2 separate regions of the Sus scrofa genome follow, and region 2 is linked to region 1. Evidence: chromatin contacts called from public Hi-C data. All regions are on one chromosome and are shown on one strand. The core of a region is the stretch at or near the end of the contact, and the rest is flanking DNA. Distances in the headings are between cores, read along the strand shown. Region 1 holds the start of RHOF (ras homolog family member F, filopodia associated). Region 2 holds the start of ORAI1 (ORAI calcium release-activated calcium modulator 1).

Region 1 (7,213 bases), core at 2,964-5,463:
CTCCAGTCCCAGATAAGCTGGGTTTGGTATCCTGTCCTTTGCTGGGGGGTAAGGGGTACAGCCCACCGGACTCCCTCCCTCTACCCAGTGTGAGCACTTTGTAAAAGCAGGTGAGGCTCACATAATAATGAGCCCCATGAGCCTCTTCCCTCCTTCCACACTTGCCTCAATCCTGCAGTTTAACTTCGGCTCTGCCATTGACGAGTTCATTCAACCCCCTGGATCTGCCCCTCTTGACTTCTGCCACCTGAGGTTGTCCTGCATCCCTTCTTAAAGAGTCTTTAGGGCTCTGTAGGGTAGGAGTCTGCCTACTCTGGGCACTGGACAGTTAAAGTGATTTCCCTCCCAGCAGCAGCCTGAAGGGCTACAGCCAGTTTCTCTACTCCCGTTTCTCCACTCCCGCCCTCAGACCAATTAGGGAGCAATTAGGTGCTCAGCTGTGGTCTGGGTGTTTCCTGGAAGGGAGCGATGCCCCCACAACCTGCACCACCTTCCTGCTTCCTTTCCTCTTTCACCCCCTCTTTTTGATTTCTTTGTCCCCCACGCCAGTATCACCTCTGTGGAGAGAGGGGCGGGGCAGCCTATCTGTCCTCTTTGGGCCCAGAGGGTGGCTCCGCCCTGATCACCCAGTGAGCTCGGGGCGGGGCTGCTCCTGGCGCCCAGCTGGTGGAGCCTGCCCTGAGAGGGCCACGCCAGCGGAAGGGCTGGGGAGGTGGCTGGACCTGCCTTACGACTGGCCGCCTGGGTCCCGCCCCTTCCGGCCCATCTTCCGTGGCCTGGAATCCGACCTTTTGGACCCTGTGTGTGGAGACTCAGCCTCTGCCTGGACTGTGGAGATGGGCAGCCCGCCATCTCAGAGGCCGCCTGGGTCCAGTATTGTCTCCAGCTGGTTGGTGACCTAGGCAGTTTCCCACCCCTCCAGGAGTCATGGTCTCCCCCATGTTAGCCAGGAAGAGGGAGTTGCTGGATAACCTTTTAGCTGTTTCCCAGTATGGCTTTGTGCAGGCAGCTTTTTGTACTCCAGCAGTGACTCCCCGACCCCACCACCAAGTGCTGAGGCCTGGAGGGAATCTTGGAACAGGGATAGATAACCTTGACAGCACTCCCTGCCAGGGCCACCTCCCATCTCTGGGACCTCAAGGAAGGTTCAGTCTCTGTCTCACATGAGGTGGATGATATCCCAGAGTGTTCTGATGCTCCTGGGAAGCAGAAGCCTCAAGCATTGATGTTGATTTCCCCATCCTAACTTATACTGGCCAGACTTTGCCCTGACAAGACAGAAGTGGACCTGCCCATAATAGAGCCCAGGCCTAAATTTATTTGTTCATTCCCATAAATGTCACCTGCCAGCTCTCCTAGGCTTCTGTGTCTAAATAGCTCTGTGGCAAGCTCGAATTTAAAGATGCTTTCTTACCCTCCTAAATCTCTCCAGGAATTCCTGGTGAATAGAGGAATGACACCGGTCCTCAGAACATCTCGCAGGTAAGAGAACAGGGCTTCCAGAATGTGTGGGCGTTCCCAGTGCCTCAGCTGGCCTGTCTGGCCCAGCGCCTCTGTGGAAGCTCTGAGCAGTTGGCCTGGCTGCTGGATATTTTTAGCTACAGATCCAGCCCCTACACCACCACAGGAGCCAGGTCCAAATCCAACATGCTCCAGGCCGGGTGGGGTTGGGGCTCTGCCAGCCTCTTGGCCAGGCAGGGGTGGGTGGGCAGGCTGGGCCCAGCATCAGCTGTCCTGCCTGGACCTGGGCCGGGCTGAGAAGACTCACTTTTCTTCTTCCTTTCTCTTGGTTTTGTGTAAGTCATTTGTTCTGGCATAAGTTGAAATCTATTTCTCAAGACGGGAAAAATGGAAACTGAGATCTGAGGATTTTGAGGAAAGTCAAGAGCCTTCCCCTCCCCCCACAGGCTGGAGTGAATGACACAGTTTGCTCAGAGTGGGTGACCCTTCTAAGTGAAATCTCCCAAGGTTCCTCCAGGTGAGGCAGTCTTACTCTCCCAGCCACTCCCTGAGCTTCGGGGTCCCTGATGCGGGGCAAGCCTGAGGCAGCCAAAGGGAAGAGGCTTGTGCCTGGCTCAAAGGTAAGTGCTTCCCCCGCTCCCTCCAAGCCCTCTTCCATCCTCTCCCTCCCTAAGTGATGCCCCCCCCCTCCGCTCCAGTGGTCCTGAGGAATCTCACTTCTGACATGTATTTGGACCTGTTTCCCTCCTCTTTTGCTAGCTTCCAGCTGCCACTGTGCACCCCAGCCCTGTCCCAGCCTCACCAGCCAATCACAGCTCCTCCCTGGTCATGGGAAAAGCTTTGTCTGGGCTCCTCTCCTGTTAAGAGCCTCTGTCCAGCACCCCTCTTGAGCCTGGCAACCAGGCCTCCACGATCTAACCCTGGTTACTAACTTGACAATCATGTCTGGCCTCCCTCACTCCCCAGCCACTGCCAAACCTGATATGATGTCTAGCCACCATACACTTACCCAGGCTGGGTACCCATCCTACTTCTGCTGGCCTTTCCTGCCAGCACTGACAAGCTTGGTTCATGTGCTGCCTGCCTCTCAACCTTCTCTGAACCCTAGAGGCTCTGGTGTCTAAATTGTTCACATCTCAGAACGCTTCCCCCAAGACTGAGTTCCTCAGAGGCAGGAACACAATTCCCTCTCAATAAACTTGTGCTGCAAAAAAGGAATGAATGGATGGCTGTTAATTCGTCCAGGAGTGCTTGACCCAGCAAATGTCTTCTGGCCCAGGGACAGGAAAAGGCTTTCCACTTAACTACTTTGAGCTGGCCCTTCTCTTCCCAGCGCTGGGCTCTTTGGGGACTTCCAGGGGTGGTCGCTGCTGCCATCTGGTGATCAGATCAGGCCTTGCAGCTGTTGAAAACCTCCACCTGGCATTTATGGAACTGCCAGGTTGGCAGTTTCCTTTCCGTAGTAGAGTTTACCTGATCCTTGTTGAGAACTTGGAAGTGGGGAATCTTCCAGGTGAAGTGGGGTTAAGAAGATCCTGAGTGCTGCCAGCCCTTTCCTGAGGGAACTACTAGTGGTCCTACCCAGCTGGGAAAGACCTCTCTCGCCTAGCCATGTCTGGGTACTTGCTTGGCATGTACTTGCTCCAGGGGTTCCCTCTGCCACTCCTGACCTCTGGGCAAAAGACAGCCCGAGGTCGCAAGGAGGTAAGGGTTGGAAGGCAGGGGTGATCTCAGCCAGCCATCCTGAGAGTACCTGTCCAGGGCCAAGGCTCAATAAATAGCTTTGGTGAGGAGTTGGGAGGGATGGGGAGAGAGCTTGGGATTAAGGATGTGTGTGGCTGCTGGCTGAAGAACACAAATTTCTTTGTGGGAGAGGGGTTGTTAGTCTCCAAAGTGGGCAGAACAGGGCCCAGCTGATCTCAACTAGATCTACCCTCGCTTTCCCCGTTCCCTCCTCGACGAAGTCTTGCTTGGTTCACGGTTCTGGGCCTTGCTAGAAAGAGGCTTCAGCTTGCGTGGTTTGGGGCCAACCCTCGAAAGGGTATTGTTCTGGGGCCGCTCACCTGTTTCCAAATTCGCGGCGCCGAGGCAATCGCCCGGCAGAGGGCGCCAGACCTCCACCTTTGGGGGCGGAGTGATAGGTAAGCGTAACTGCTGATCCCCGCACACAAGCAGGTATCTGATGGGCAGACACGACCTCCATACCCTGATCTTCCCTGGCACCGCCGACGCTACTTTCTTGGGGGAGAGGTCAGACTTCCCCTAGGCCACCTAGTTGGGGCGGGGCAAAGCTGAGAGCTTGAGATCTAGACTCCTCGAACCCGCTGGGAGACAATCCGCCAATCAAAGGGTCCTTGTCGGATTGGAGGAGGCCGAGTCGGCCTATCAGAGGGTCCGTGCCCGAAGACAGTCTGCCAATCAAAGGTGCTGGGTAGGGAGGAATGGAAACGTCGTATCTTGCCGGTTGGGGGCGCGCCGTGACTAGTGGGGGGGGAATAGGAGCTGCGCTTGCGGCTGAGCGCTTTTTCAGTTGCCTCAGTTTCCCTGGGAATGAAAAGTGAAGACTGGCCTGAGACCCTAGCAGGAAGGAAACAGGCTGGGAGGTCGACCCGGTTGACTGCCTGGCGGAGGTGGTGTCTTTTTCCGAGGGCGGGGCTCATTTTAGCCCCGCCTCCGGGCCCGCCCCCGCTTCGTTCGCTCAACCCCAGCGCTCTTCCCTGCGCGCTGCCGCCAGTGCTGCCGGCTGCGGGCTATGGACACCCCTGGGGCCCCGGCCCCGACCGCCGCGCCAGGCCCGGGCCGGAAGGAGCTGAAGATTGTGATCGTGGGCGATGGCGGCTGCGGCAAGACTTCATTGCTCATGGTGTACAGCCAGGGCTCCTTCCCCGAGGTGAGGCCCGCCCCGGGGTGGGGGGGAAGACTGGAGGCAGGTAGGTTAGGGGCGGTGGGGATGGACTTGGGACCACTGGGGACGAGGAACGGTCTTCAGCTTGAGCCCCGGGTCCAGGTCCTCAGCATCCTGCGCACGGAGAAGCGGCTGTCACCCCGGGGCGCCCCCTCGGGAATTCCAGAGCCTAGCAAAGAGATGTCTGGGCCCAGCAGAATGAGGGGATGAAGGTGGAGGATGGGGGTCCAGTTGGGCCCTGGGCTCCCGTCGCACCCCTTAAGAACCACAACCCGACCCCTCCTCCGACAGCACTATGCCCCATCCGTGTTCGAGAAGTACACAGCCAGAGTGACGGTGGGCAGCAAGGAGGTGACCCTGAACCTCTACGACACTGCCGGTGAGTGCGCCTGCGCAGCCGGGGTCCTAGGGTCTGCCGGAAGGGTTTCCCTGACCGGCATCCCCCGCGGAACGTCCCCGCCCTCCAGTCTCTCTGGGGCTCTGACATCCTGTCACTCCTGGAGGCCGCGGAGGGGCGCTGGCTGGGAGCCAGTTGACCACCGCCTAGCTGGGTGGTGCTGGAGGCCGAGTATTTGGAGGAGGTGAGCTCCAGGGGCACCTCCTAGTGCTGATGTCCTCCCGGGAGCTCACAGCTTCGTTCCTCTCCTGTGGTTCTAGAAAGCCGTGGGCTTTGCTTCTGCTTACCAAAGTTTCAGGATTTTGTGTGCTACATGCTGTGATCTCTTAAGATTCCGTGGGCTTCAGATTTGAGTCCCCTGGTGCGTACGATTCAGTGGGCTGCATTTCTGGGTCCTATGTTCCAGAATACTCTGTGACTCCAGGATTCTGTGGCCAGCAGTCCTGAGGCTCCAGGGCCCTATGGGTATAAATTCTGAATCTCGTGTTTCTGGGATTCCATGGGCATGGATCTGGAACTCTGTGATCTACAATTTTGAGCCTGTGATTCTAGAATTCTGTGGCTACAGTTCTGTTTCTTCTTGGTTCCCTGGGAAGGAATCAGGCCCTGAAGAAGGAACAGAGCTGTGGCGGGGGGAGGGGGGGGGCGGTTGGCTGGCAAAATAAGGCTCTCTGCCACCTGCAGCTCCTAAGGCAAGTGTATTTATGCTAATTGCGGCACAGTCATTATCCTTCCTATTGTTGGGGGATGGGTGGGAAGAGCATGGCCAATGGAAGGATTTGGGTACCTAGTACCCTGGGGGAGCTTCCATGCTGCCCTGACTCCCCTCTTGGCTGAATCAGCACTAGGGGCAAAGGTCAGGATTCCCAGCTGGGGCCTCACCCAGCCTCTGTGACTCAGTGTTTAGTGACCTGTGTGGAACCATGTCATCAGGTGCTCCTTGCCCTGTTAGCCAGGCCTTGTATGTTGGAGGTGAAGTCTTCTGACTGGCCTTGGATGGGGCTAAAATCCAGGATCACCTCCCCCCCACCCCACCCGCACAAGGCTGCCCGTAGTATCTCTCATTCCACCCCGGAGATGATGGGGAAAAGGGCTCTCCCTGCCCCACCTCCATTCCTGACTTTGTAGGGGTGTGTCCCCCCACTACAATGGCCTCTAGGGACCCTCTCTTGTTGGATGAGGGCCCTGCAGGGCTGGCCCCAGACCAGGACCAGGCCTCCAGCCTTATGGACTGGGAAAGCCAAAGGCTTCTGAGGAATTCCCAGGGCGTGGCCACAAGAGCAGTAAAAATTGTGGCATCTGGAATGCTTTTAGTTTCACATGTTCCTTGTCCCAGACCCAAGTAGGGGCAGGTTCATTAACCCCACTTTGTGGGTGGGGTGCTTGTAGAGTAGGGAGAGTCGGAGCGAAGCTTTTAGTTTCTCCTCGGTCCTCTGCCCTCACATCCCCGGGGTTCACTGTTCACTGCAGCTTCCCTCATCAGACCGAGTGCATGGACCACTTCTGGTCTTTCTGGCCTCACTCAGAGAAAGACACTCAAAGAACTTATCAGAGTAGATTGTCCTGTGGAGGTTCTGGGAAGGATTTTCACTAACAGCCACAGTGGGAGGGATAGGGGAAGTCCTTCCCAAGTCATCAGAAGCAGAGACCACCGGGGGCCATGATGACCCTGCCTACAACTTCCTGCCACATGCTTCGGAGTCAGTCCTGGGCTTTGAAGCCAGCCCCCTTGGCTGTGTCACTGGGGACACCTGGGCCTCAGTTTCCTTCTCTGTAATCAGGGCTAAAATAGTCATGAGGATTAAATCAGATTCTTGTGATGTACAGCACTTAGGTCAGGGCCTGGCTCTTGGAAGGGACTAAGTGCCATCACTGTGATTTTAACTCCCTGCCCCCCCCCCACTGCCATTCAGGCCCAGGCCCGAGCCCACGCCTGTTCTTCTGAACCCTGGCCTACCAAGCTCTGTGCCAGTCCCCACCCCTGCTTTCCCAGCGGGACCGTTCCAGGCAGCAGAAAAGCAGAGCTGGGGTTCGAACCTCTTGGTGGAGTCAGTCCCAGAGGGAGAAGACCGGCCTCACAGTCAGCAGGACAGCCCAGGAGGGGTGCTCTGAGGGGAGAGACATGGCTGCTCCATCAGGGGTGTCTGCTGTGACTGAGAAAGTCTCACTGTGGGGAGGAGCTGAAGGAAAGCCTGGGTCATTCTTCTTCCATCCGCCAGTACCAGCACGGCTGGTCCTAGAGCGAGGCTTGTGTAATGAATGAGTGAGGAAGAAGCCTGGGTGCAGAGACAACCCTGGAGAAGGTCCTTTGTGATAAAGATGATGAGTCTCATCTCTCCCTCTGGGGTGGACAGATACCAGGAGACAGTGGCAGGAAGGATGGCCAGGTGACCAACTAGAGAAAGACAGAGACTAAGTGAAGGCAGAGACCAAGATGGAGATGAGTCTAG
Region 2 (7,213 bases), core at 1,728-4,227, 130 kb after region 1:
CTAAGGTGTACATCATCAGTCCCCGGTAATTCCTCAATCCCTCATGGGCCAATCAGACTTGGTAAATGAATCCTCATGCAAGTCCATGTGAGAGCAGTGTATGCGCCTCCTTTGTACACATGAGAAAATTGGCTCCAAAGAGAAAAGGCTGCTTGTCTGAGGCCCCACAGCCTATTTCCCCAGCACAGGGCACCTGGCCAGGCCCTTCCACCCATGAAAGGGGAGTCTCTCCAACCCCTCCAGGCTCTTGGGAGACCCCCCCCCCCTTGATCTCACCTTTCTGAGCAGGTGAGCCTGGCATCCTCACCAAGTCTCCCACCCCTGGAGATCAAAGGTCACATCATGTCAGTTCCTCTGGGTTTCCAGGTCCTTAGGAAGGAAGCCCTCTGGGGGCAGGAAGTTGGAGGTGCTGACTCACAGGCCAAGGGAGAGGAGTCCAGGAAAGCTGTTCACTCTGTTTCCATGGCACTGGGCCACAGGGCACCCCTTCCTTCACAAGGCTGGATGTCTGTGGTGGGGGTGGGGCGCAGGCAGATCTGCACTGCTGAGCCCTATTCCCCACCCCAGCCCCACCTCTCCAACAGATTTCCACACTCACGGCAAACACAGTTACTTTCTTGACTCCCCCACTAAGTCCTCAGAATGGAAGCTGTCACAGGGTTCAGCCTTCCTGCTAGCAGAACTTTCATCAGTGGAGCCAGGAAGCCTTTCCACCCTCAGTGGGTAACATACAGGTCCCCCAGAAACAGTCTGGGGACAATAAAGGCCCACCAAATGCTGCTGGCTAGCCAGGCTGCCCGACTTCCCCCACACTGTTTTTAGCAAGAGGAAGAGGGAGGTGACATTTGATTAGGAGGCCCGGCTTCTGAGAGAGGACTTGAGAAGACAGGAAAGTGTCCCCGTCAGCTCCTCACTTCCTCTGGGGTGGGAAGGAGCCTGGGCAGCTATGAATTTATGACCCCAAGAAAAAGGCAAATAGGCACTCCCCCATCCGAAACTCAGAGCACTGCTGTGAAAAGCTGATAGCCATGGTGTCACTCCCTTCCACCTACTTGTAACATCTTACTTTGCTTAAAAGAAGCTTCTCTGCTCTATTTCTCATTCCCTACTAGGCCTGGTCCTAACATGTCCCTGGCTGGATGTTGATTGGAACTCCACACACCACAAACGGCACAAGTGCCCAAAAGAGTCTTGGATGCCAGCAGACTCGGGTTCAAATCCTGATTCAGCACCTAAGTCCCCTGACAAAACCACATCAAAGGGTTGAGGACTTAGTGGGGGAGTCAAGGAACCTACACAGTGCCTAGCACCTAATGGGTGCTTCGTAAGTGTCAGCTCTTCCTAGGATTTGGGGCTGATAACAGAATCCTGTCATATGGACCTAAACTAAAAACTAGAGTGCCACTCCCTTACACACACACCCTCTCTCAAGGGCTCCCTCAGCTACTGCTAGTCTGAGAAACTTCTGAGTAGCAGCCTTCATTTTACAATTCAGAAATCAAGGCCCACAGAGGAATCAGTCTGAGATCAAGGGGACAGCAAGGGGCAGAGCTCGTTCCCTCCCTCAATCCTCTGGCTTTTCCACTGAGGCCTGGGGTGCTGAGGGCCTGCTTAGGGCCTCCAAAAATTTCTTGTTCCTGTGCATTGTGCATCACCCACTTGTTTGTGAGACTCTGGGAGAGTACCAGACACAACGCCTTCCCAAGAAAACACAAGGGTGCAGCCACTCCCTCCTTCAAGGCCAAAAGCTTAGCTCACTCATGGGTGAGGCAGGAGTGCTGTGGGCTAGAGATCTTGGGGTGGGGGCAGACCCCATTCAGGCGGGCTGATGTCACTGAAGGCGAGAACCATGAATTGTTTTCTAGCTCCCTGCCTGGGTAGACGCCAAGATTCCTGGCCTGAGGGCATCCACGGGGTCACTTCTCAGCCCAACCTCAGCCTCACCCATCCCACCTTCAAGGCTAGTTCTCACTCCAATCCAGCCCGCCCTGGCAGAGGACACTAGGCCTACCCCCTAAATCAAGAACGAGCCCATTCAACGGGAACATGTCCCATGCTCCTCCCCCACACCCAGTGACTCAGTGGCAAGTTTCTGAAGAAGAAACTGCGGGTGGGGAGTGTTTGTCAACCCCCCTGGGCTGAGGCTCTCGGAAAACGCAGCAGGAGCAAGGCTGTGAGGAAATCCCCTCTACTAGGTAATCAAAGAACCTGGCAAATTCCTGCTAGCCTCAAATGTGGGGGCACAAGGGAGACACTCGGGGGTCCTTCTCCCAACCTCCTGCCACCTGTTCTCAAAGAGATCAGACCGCTCATGACTTTCCTTGCCCCCAGAACATATGTGGGACTGTCTTCTTACAGACAGATCTACGTCGAGGACCAAGCTGCATCAAGCTGGTCCACCTGAAGGCACCTGAGCCCTCCAACCCTGCACATAGTAAGACACCCAATCTCCCACATCGGGTGTCAATGATCGCCCCTCTTTCCTCACGTCCAGCACCTCTGGCCCCCTCCCGCGTCCACGGCAGCTTTCTCCCAGCTCTTCCCTTTCAACCCCAGCTCGCTCAGCTAGATCCCCCACGGGTCCCGTCGGGGCTGCGAGTGGCAGTGGCCAGGACGTGAAAGGGGGCAGGGCAGGGCAGGCTGCCCGAGCTCACCATGGCGAAGCCGGAGAGCAGAGCTGAGGTCCGGCTGGAGGCTTTGAGCTTGGCGCGGCTCAAGTAGAGCTTGCGCCAAGACAGCGCTTGCATCGAGTGCTCGTTGAGGCTCATCACCTCGGAGTAACTCTGGCCGATCCAGTCCGGGTAGGTGACCGCGGGCGGCGGCGGCGGCGGCGGCGGCGACCCCGGGGGCTCCCCGTCCCCGCTGTGGCGGCGGCTCCGGCGGCTGCCGCTGGTGGTGCTGCCGCCGCTGAGGGGAAGCTCAGGGCTGTTGCTGCTCGGAGGCGGGGCGGGCTCCGGATGCATGGAGCACGCTGCAAAGGCGCGGGCCGGCCCGGGCGCCTCCGAGGGCAGCGGCCCCCGCCCCCGCCGCACCTCCGCCTCTGCTGAAGCAGCCGCCGCCTGCCCCCCGCGCGGGTCCGGCCTCAACCGGCCGGCCGCGGAAAACAAGGAGGTCGAGGAAGCGACTACAGATCCAGCTCTCAGGGCCGTCTCGCCGCTGGCAAAAGCCGGGGGCGGCAGAGACGAGAGCTTGCGCGTGAGCCAGCGTCCAGGATCCCAGGGCCCCTCGGCGCGCTCCAGGATTGGCTGCCGCCCCTGGCTTATTTGCATGCGTCCTGCCCACTCAAGCCCCGCCCAGGAGGAAGCGTGGGGGGGGCGAGCAACGCGAGTCACGTGACTTCTCTGTTCCGACAGCACCACCCACAGTCCTATGCCCGCGCTGACTGCACCCGCCTCTCTTCCTGGAAGCACCCCAGCCCCCGGGGCCTCTCCGAGCGCCTCCCATCTCCACAGCTGCTCCAATGGCCCTTCTCTCGGAGCTCCGACTGCTGGGTCGGGCCACCTGAGGTCACCTCTGGGCGCCTGCTGAAGCTAATTTCCTTCCCCCTTGGAACAAGGTGACTCAAGACCTGCAGGAGAAAGAGCGGCTGTGATCTAAAGTTAATTCTGTATTTATTGAGCACCTACTGGGTGCCAACACTGCTCTAGGCACTGAGGCTAGGTTGGTGAAAAAGATGGACAAAATCTCCTGCCCGCTACATGGAGCTTACATTTTAGTGGAGGAGCGGTGCAAACACTGAGTAAATTATAATCGTTTAGAAGGTGACAGATGTATAGAAAAAATAAAGCAGGGAAAAGGAACATGGGTAGTGCAGGGCTACGATTTTAATTTGAAAAACTTAGAAGCGCCTTTTTTTTTCTGCTTCGCTTTCAGCATGTGTAAGTTGAGGAGGAGGCAGTTATTGAACCTGAGCAGGGCAGTGACAACTCTGGATCCTTAACCACCTGAGGCTCCAGGGAACTCCAAGGCCTTTTTTTTTTTTTTTTTTTTTTTGTCTTTTTGCTATTTCTTTGGGCCGCTCCCGCGGCATATGGAAGTTCCCAGGCTAGGGGTCTCATCGGAGCTGTAGCCGCCAGACTACGCCAGGGCCACAGCAACGCAGGATCCAAGCCGCGAATGCAACCTACACCACAGCTCAAGGCAATGCCGGATCGTTAACCCACTGAGCAAGGGCAGGGACCGAACCCGCAACCTCATGGTTCCTAGTCGGATTTGTTAACCACTGCGCCATAACGGGAACTCCGGAACTCCGAGGCCTTTTTATATTTTAGGTTAAGTATTTTGGTCTGTTTTGTCCAATTCGTTCACTTACAATTCACCAGCGTCTGGAACAAAAGCCACGGTACCGGTTAATACACCTATCCAATAAATGTACTGTGCACCAGGCTGAGGTATTCCAAGAAAATGGTAACTTTCATGGAATCGTATATTTTAGTGAAAAGAACAGGCAATCAACAAAATAAGTTCACATCTTTCTGATTTGGTCACTTTTTTTTTCTTTTTAGGGCTACACCCATAGCATATGGAGGTTCCCAGGCTAGGGGTTGAATCAGAGCTAGGGCTGCTGGCCTATGCCACAGCAACGCAGGATCTGAGCCACATCTGCGAGACCTACACCACAGCTCACAGCAACACCAGATCCTCAACCTACTGAGCGAGGCCAGGTATCAAACACGCGACTACATGGTTCCTAGTTGAAGTGGTTTTTGCTATGCCTGATTTGGTTACTTTTGAGCTGAGACCTGAACCAGCAAAACGAAGAAGAGGGCATCTGCTCTCCAGGGGCAGAAGAAAACAGCGATTTCCCTAAGGTATCAGCTCTAGGAACGCACGGACCTTCACTGCTGGTTTCACAACTCTGGAGTATTGCTTGGCACACTGCTCAGTAAATATCTGTTGAATGAATAAGTGTGGGAGAGACAGGAATGAGTGAAACTCAATTAGCCCAGAATCAAGTCACAGGCATGCGGCTTCCAGGTCCGCCGTGTGAAATTTAAGTCTTGTCACCACCAGAGGGCGTCCCTCCACTCACCCACATTATGCGATAAAACTGAACCCCCGCCCCGAAAGTCTCTGGGGTTCTCTCAGAGGCCTGTTTTTATGAAGACTTGACATTTGAAATCTCACCCCACTGAGCTTGTTTCTTTGGTGGCCTTTGTTCTTGTTAACTTCTTTCACTTACCATCTGTGTCTCAGTTCAACTATTATCTCTAAAAAGAGATGTTTCCTCTCTATCTAAAGTAGTCCCCATTTTATGTTCTGCCATCTCACCCTGTTTTATTTCCTTTATAGTTCTGATCACTACAATACTTGAAATCACCTAGTTTATGCATTGACCTGGCGGGGGGGGGCGGGCGGGCGGTGGCTCCCAGCATATGAGTGTCTTGAGAGCAAACTTCCGTCTATTTAAATTACTTCCTTATCACCCAAGGCCTCTCACAGGATCTCTCCCACCGGAGATCCCCAATAGGAACAGGTTCAAGGAAAAAGATAATGAGGTATCTTTGGTTCCAAGAGACCCTAGCTCAGAATTGGGTAAAGGCAACATTTTGAGGGTCCACAGGGCCTGAGAGTGGTCAGATGGTCTAGTTGGGAAGAGCCAGGAAGCCAGGATTTGGGGGGGAGCAGATTTGCTGATTAAGGAACAAAAGGAGGTAGGAGGGGCAGCTCAGCAGGGGGCTTCGGGGTGGGGATGGGGCCAGGTTTCCTTTCTCTGGCTCCAACATCCTGCCCCTCTCACTCTCCTAATTCTGTGGCATTTAAATTCCACCTAGTGCACAGAACAAAAGAAAAGAAAAACAAAAATACTATCATCGTTTAGGCTGGTGGGTTGAGGGGGTGGGTTTCTGGGCCAATCCCTGCTTCCTGCTTTAGAATCCTAGGGCCCCAAAGGGCCAGTGGTTAATAACTTTTCCCCACCATTGTTAGAGCAGGTTGGAACCATGAGAGGCACTTGCCCCATCACAAGCCCTACTTAAGAGAAACCGAGGTTCCAGAGAGAAAGCATCTTGCCAAAAAAGTGGAGGAGAATAAGCCTCGGAACCCATGATGCCCATCCGGCAGTGCCTTCAAGCACTACGTGTGGCACCCCCTAGTGGCTAGGAAGGTGTGTTCTTATCCTTTGCAGGTTTATAACGGAAAAGGCCAAATAGAATTTTTCAGTAAACTCAGCTCATGTTGAGGGTATTCGATCCAACTGAAAGGGCTCCTGCAACTGGCTTCACCACTGTGGCCAGTGGGCACAGCCGAGGGCTGACCAAAGATGGCATGAGGTGCCTTGGGAGGTAGCAAGCTTCCCATCACAGGGGGTGAAAAAATTAGTTAACGCTTAAGTGGTGCTTACCAATGACAGGCACTATTCTAAGTTCTTTATTGTTAAACAATCTATGTATCTAATATAAATAAATATATAATATAAAAATATGTATTTTAATAAAATGGGAGTTCCCATTGTGGCTCAGAGGTAACGGACCTGACTAGTATCCATGAGGATGCAGATTCCATCCCTGGCCTTGCTCAGTGGATTAAGGATCTGGCAGTGCCACCGTGAGCTGTGGTGTATACCGGCAGATGTAGGTGTGGTTCCACCCCAGCCTAGGAACTTCCATATGTTGCATGTGTGGCCCCAAAAAGCAAAAAATAAATAAAAATTTCAAAAAGGGAATGGGTAACATATTTATTAAACACTAAATTATTTGTTATATTAGATGTTATTTTGCTCTGTGGGTTTTTTTTTTTTTTCTTTTTTTAAAGGGCTGCACTTGCGGCGTGTGGACGTTCCCCATGGAACTAGCCCCTAGAAAGACTGGGGGTCGAGTTGGAACCACAGCTGCCAGCCTACGCCACAGCCATAGCAACTTGGAATCCTAGCTCAATCTGCAACCTATAGCACAGCTCACGACAATGCCAGATCCTTAACCCACTGATCGAGGCCAGGGATTGAACCCGTGTCCTCATGGATACTAGTCAGTTTCTTAACCCCCTGAGCCACAATGGGAACTCCAGGTCTGGGTTATTTTATTGTATTGAATATAGTATATTGAAGTGGAGAACTCCTTACAACAACCCACGATTTTTTTTTTTTTTTTTTTTTTTAGCTGCAGCACGTGAGAGTTCCTGGCCAGGGAATCAAACCAGCACCTTGGGCAGCAACCTGAGCTGCAGCAGTGACAAAGCTGGATCCTCAATCCACCACACCACAAGGGAACTCCTA

What was found. Hi-C and Micro-C count contacts between places; a contact is called where the count stands out from the background.
Region 2: a Hi-C map of liver shows a contact between it and region 1, with 2.6 times the contacts expected there. The contact joins the promoter of ORAI1 here to the promoter of RHOF in region 1. A contact is called at or near these places in 1 of 5 promoter capture datasets (liver), 6 of 47 Hi-C or Micro-C datasets (alveolar macrophages, heart right ventricle, liver and 2 more) and 2 of 2 datasets of contacts at active chromatin or transcription factors (alveolar macrophages and skeletal muscle).

Annotation. Positions count from the first base shown.
Region 1 is chr14:30,892,187-30,899,399 of Sscrofa11.1, forward strand. RHOF (ras homolog family member F, filopodia associated) reads left to right here and starts at 4,214. Exons shown (of 5, transcript NM_001123190.1): 1 at 4,214-4,351; 2 at 4,658-4,745. The coding sequence starts at 4,214. LOC110256740 (a long non-coding RNA gene) reads right to left here. Exons shown (of 6, transcript XR_002338657.1): 6 at 6,726-7,158.
Region 2 is chr14:31,025,031-31,032,243 of Sscrofa11.1, forward strand. It overlaps ORAI1 (ORAI calcium release-activated calcium modulator 1), which reads right to left and starts at 2,978. Exons shown (of 2, transcript NM_001173519.1): 1 at 2,655-2,978. The coding sequence starts at 2,963.